2 separate regions of the Triticum aestivum genome follow, and region 2 is linked to region 1. A link is a contact called in public Hi-C data. All regions are on one chromosome and are shown on one strand. The core of a region is the stretch at or near the end of the contact, and the rest is flanking DNA. Distances in the headings are between cores, read along the strand shown.

Region 1 (2,700 bases), core at 166-2,665:
TTCGTTTAGAATCCCCCTCTCTCTTTTCTGGGATGTTCATCATAACTAGCAGAGTGCTGTGTGCATGATTTTTCCTTGGCTCAATAGGAATCAACGGGAAGAAACCCGTAAAGGAATGAATGATGGTAATTTCAGCAAAGCTACTTATGAAAATGGTGTATGAAGTCATGCCATCATGTTGTAGCTCGGTTATGAAGCTTTCTTGGTAATTGATTATTCTTGTTACACTGCTTCAACAGAAATACCGGTTGCACTTTTTCAGTGCCTTTGGCAATTGGAGGTAGCCAGGAGGCTGCCGCTTATGGCGAGCTGGTTTCCGTCAGACTGGTATCAGCAAGAAGCTGAGTGCTGGGATTGCTTCTATCCCGGAATCAAAGCTGTCCAGTCCATTCCCAAGTCAAGCTGCCTCGACCACGGTTCATTCATCATTAGCAGGCAGCACCAAGTTCGAACTTAAGAACGAAAGTTCTCATCGTGATTTTTGGGTTTGGTAGGCCCATTCGACACATCTGGTGGGTTCTTCAAAATGTTTGCAAGCTTTATCTCATTTTTCGGAATCGAAGAAATGCAGGTGAGTTGTCTGTTTCCTTGTACCTACTCCCTTCGTCCGGGTTTATCTTAGGGGGTGTTTGGTTCAGAAGTCTTAGGACTTTTTCTAGTCCCAGGGACTAATCAAAAAAGACTCTCTAGTAGAGTCTTTTTCTAGTCCCTGTAGAAAAAGTCCCTCCCGTTTGGTTCCTAGGGACTTTTTCTAGTCTCTGGGACTAAAAAGTCCCTGAACCAAACACCCCCTAAGCCTCTCAGCATCACAAGCATGTCCCTTTTTATAAGGCCCCGCTTTGAAAAGGTGCATGCATGCAACCATTTCATTGGTTGCATTGAAAGCCATTGTTGTTGGTGCCATGGCCGGAAAATTAATACACTTCATGCGTGCTTTTTCATTGGCTGCATGCTTGTGAAAGAGTGCATTGAAAGTGAAATGAAAGAATTAATGTGAGCAAATTATTATGTGTCTTGATCTCAGATAAGTTGTCTTTAGGCCTAATAAACCCGGGCGGAGGGAGTAGTTGTGAGTTGGGAAGGAAGAAGGATGGGTGCATCACAGCCAACGATGGTGTGCCATGTTTTCCACGCCTAACAAAGAAAGCTCTGCTTCATCTCCATGTAGTAGGTGTTTCATTTCCTCCTTGTAGTACTAGGCTGGATCGCAACATTGCATCTTCATCTACAACACTCCTACCTAACTTTGTCTGCAGTAGCACCAGGTGGCGGTTTTTGTGCTCGTAAAGGGGTTCCGTTCATCCCACCGACACGGTTTTTTTTCCGGAGGGAAAACCGACACGGTTTCTTCACTGGTAGTGTATGCGAAGGGGAAAAAGAAGTACCGGAAAAATGGGTGCAGCCGTCCCAAACCGTTGACCCGTCGCATCCCCCGGGGTGGGGTGGTGCGTCGGTGCTAAGAAACCAACCAGCCACCAATTCTCCAATAGAAAACCATCCATCTCCACTTCCATTCGCATCCTCCTCCTCACTTCCCCAGATCCAAATCGCGCGCGAGAGAGCAAAGGGAGGAAGAAAGAGATCTCGCCGAGCGCCACCCCGAATCCGCCATGGCCTCGGCAGCGCCGCCCCTCCTCCCCACCACCGTCCCGGCCGCCGCGCCCGCCACCGTCCTCCCCGCCGCCCCGGACGCCGCCGCCACCTCCATCGCCTCCCCGGACCCGGCCGCCACGCGCGCCTTCCTGGGCCGCCTCTACGACTCCGCCAAGCGCTCCCTCTCGGGCGCCCGCCCCTGGCCCGAGCTCCTGGACCGCGCCGCGCTCTCGCGCCCGGACTCCCTCTCCGACGCCACCGCCCGCCTCCGCAAGAACCTCGCCTACTTCCGCGTCAACTACGCCGCGCTCGTCGCGCTCTCCCTCGCCGTCTCCCTCCTCGCGCACCCCTTCTCCCTCGCCGCCCTCCTCGCGCTCCTCGCTGCCTGGTGCTTCCTCTACCTCCTCCGCCCCGCCGACGCCGCCCCGCTCAACGCCTTCGGCCGCACCTTCTCCGACAGGGAGACGCTCGGGGGCCTCATCGCCGCCTCCGTCTTTGTCGTCTTCCTCACGTCTGTCGGTGGGATCATCTTCTCCGCGCTGGCGCTCGGCGCCGCCGTCGTCTGCGCGCACGGGGCCTTCCGCGTCCCCGAGGACCTCTTCCTCGACGAGGTACCCGACCAGGGCATCGTAGGAAACGCCGCCACCCTCAACCTCCTCTCCTTCATCAACGGCGCTGCCGGAGGAGGAGGACGCGTCTGAGCCAGCCTCCTGTCCTCAGCTCTCTGATCTGCTACTCGGAAGAGACAAGTAAAGTCTGGCTGGTTGATTCGTTTTTTCAGAAACGAAATACTTCTACTTGTTTAAGATCATACTACGCGTTGCCTTTAGGAGCGTGAGGAGGAGATTTAGAAGAGGATGCATTGGAGTTATACTACAAACAGAGGATATACACATAAAAAGGAACCTTGGGATCTAGTTTTGTTTCATTTTGCATTTGATATTGCTGTATGATGACAAAGTTGAGCTTATTAGTATTGATATTCATATGATATGTATCTCCTTGTTACTAGCATACAGAACAAAATAAATTGCTGCTCCTCGTCTTAGCATGAAATGAAATATATGATGGTTAATTACACCATTTCTTTTCAAGAGATTGATCAAT
Region 2 (2,700 bases), core at 95-2,594, 650 kb after region 1:
CTACCACCACATCCTGGGTGATACTGCTAACAGTCAGCCACCAGAATGAATCACTCGCGGGTGCTCTCCGAGCCAACCCGACTTATATCTGTGGTCATTGCCCGAAGGGATCACAAAACGATAGTATAGCATGGCAAATGGACAAGAGTGTAGGGCCACTTATGAGACTCTAGCATATCTGTAGTAAGCATATAGGATGACTAGTAAAGTATGAACAACAGTTTATCAAAAATAGGCTATGCAACATAATAGGATATACCGATAAGACACCAACTGAACTCCGACTCTCTAATGCAAGAAGTAGAGAGAAAGAATAGGCGATATCAGAATGATCAAGGGGGGCGTTTGCTTGCTTGGAAGCTCTGCTGAGAAGGATGGGTCGTCATCGACGTAGTCGTACTCGAGGGCAGCGGCAATCTTGGAGTTTACTGAAAGAATAGAGGAGGGGGGCAGATAAATAACGGGCATACAAATGCAACACATTTGCATGTCATGGCAATGCGTGTTGATGATATGCTCTAATGCATCACTAAACATTTTTAAAAGAAGAGGAAGAACATTTGAAGAACATCTAGAAATGTTCTCCCAGGTTCATTATGTTAGAGGGGTCTAACAGGTATGTGGGGCATATTCAGATTCTTCATATTTTTCTCAACAACTTTCATATGTAAATCATTTGCATCCGAGTTACAGATTATTTTAAGTGTTGTTTAGTGACAGATTCAAATGCTTTACAAAATATTCATATATTTAAATCTAACTCCAATTTTAACATGTTATATATAAAAATTGATTAGAAAACTGTGTAGAATCAATGTTGTTTCACATGTTAATAATTTTTAAAATGTTGTTTAGGATGCAATGTTAATCGGTATCACACGACCGTCTTCCTTTCGTACCGGTGCCGATCCAAATTAAAAGTAAACTCCTCAACAAAAACAAATTGAAGACGAAAGAACCCATCTATAACCATGCATGTTCATCACAAGGGTGGGAAGAAGTGTAATCAACAAGACTGATAAGATGTTGAAATAAAGCACGCGGGCCTATTGGGCTCCTTTGCTAGTTCTAATAAAGTACGTACGGTATAAATATCTTTTGAACTTCAGAGACATCCATTTTTTTTTTTTTTTTTTTGCTTTTGAGGATAGAGACATCCAAAGTTGATCGTAATCCAACCGCGCATGGGTGACCGCAAAGTTATTAGCCGCAAGTAAACAGGAGTACTCCGGTTTCCTAGCGTCTGGTACACGATTCTAAATGGATATGTCAAGATCTCTTGCTGAATTTCGCAAGCATCCAAGTTTTCAATAGGATAATAACATAGCAGTATCTTCGGGGTTCTGTTGGCGTTGGGTTGTTAGGCGAGAGGGACGGAGGGCGTGCTCCCTCCCTCCAATCTTCTTCTCTTCTTTTCTCTTTCTCTTTCTCTTGTGCTGTGTGCCAAGCCATACCCATACATACATCCACCCAACCCACCACCAATCACTGCCAGCAGCGACGACGGAGTGAGGGAAGCAAGCACGGAAGGAGCGCTCGGATGGCGATGGGAGCGGCTGTGCGGGAGGCGGCGGCGGACGGCGTCGTGACCTTCCTCTGGGTGCTCTGCGTCTCGACGCTCGGCGCCTCCACGGCCGCCGTCACCACCTACCTCAGCCTGCACGAGGGGATCCACTACGCCCTCCTCGTCACCGTCTCCATCCTCGCCCTCCTCCTCTTCGCCTTCAACCTCCTCTGCGACGCCCTCGGCGGCGCCAGCTTCAACCCCACCGGCGTCGCCGCCTTCTACGCCGCGGGCCTCACCAGCCCCTCGCTCTTCTCCATCGCGCTCCGCCTACCAGCGCAGGTCTGTCACTGATTTCACACTTCTTCTTCCCTCGCCAAACTAAATCAGACCAATCAGCACCGCGAATCTGAATCTGTCTTGCTAGGCCGCCGGAGCCGTGGGCGGAGCTCTGGCCATCTCCGAGCTGATGCCGGAGCAGTACAAGCACATGCTCGGCGGACCCTCGCTCAAGGTGGATCCCCACACCGGCGCCGTCGCTGAAGGGGTGCTCACCTTCGCCATCACCTTTGCCGTCCTCTGCATCATCGTCAAGGGACCCCGCAACCCCATCGTCAAGACAGCCATGCTCTCCGTCTCCACCGTCAGCCTCGTCCTCACCGGCGCCGCATACACCGGCCCCTCCATGAACCCTGCCAATGTATGCTACGCTCACTCAGTTGCTCCTTTTTTCTTTCCTTTCATTTGACTGCCAATTTTATCCATGGAACTGCAACCCCGGATACTGAACTGAGCTCAGTTCGAATGCCCCAGCCGATTTATTGTTTTTTTAATATATTGACGGACTACTGACTGGTTTAGTGATGCAAATGTCTCCATTTTGGCATGTCAAATCCTATATACTCCCTCTGTACCGTAATACTTGTTGCTGGAGTAGCTGAAGTTCAGCTGCTCCAGCCACAAATATTACAGTACAGAGGGAGTAGTTCTGAACGCATGATTATTCTGCTTATTAGGAACACGATCATGCAAACACTAGGCCCTTCCAGTTAACCAACTTGGATGCTTTGTAGATAACTGTAATCTAATCTAGTAATCTGTACATTACCGAGCCATAAATAACTGGATGGGGGTTGGAAATGATAATACCGCTATATAGTGTTGGAAATTTAGGGAGGGGTAAATGAGACAAATAT

What was found. A called contact is a pair of places that touch in the nucleus more often than the background predicts.
Region 2: a contact with region 1 is called in a Hi-C map of leaf, with 3 times the contacts expected there. The contact joins the promoter of LOC123096699 here to the promoter of LOC123096693 in region 1. A contact is called at or near these places in 2 of 5 Hi-C or Micro-C datasets (both in leaf).

What each region holds. Positions count from the first base shown.
Region 1 is chr4D:118,814,211-118,816,910 of IWGSC CS RefSeq v2.1, forward strand. It overlaps LOC123096693 (PRA1 family protein B2), which reads left to right and starts at 1,416. Exons shown (of 1, transcript XM_044518447.1): 1 at 1,416-2,687. The coding sequence starts at 1,611. The coding sequence ends at 2,294.
Region 2 is chr4D:119,461,234-119,463,933 of IWGSC CS RefSeq v2.1, forward strand. It overlaps LOC123096699 (aquaporin SIP1-1), which reads left to right and starts at 1,345. Exons shown (of 3, transcript XM_044518451.1): 1 at 1,345-1,846; 2 at 1,932-2,204. The coding sequence starts at 1,541.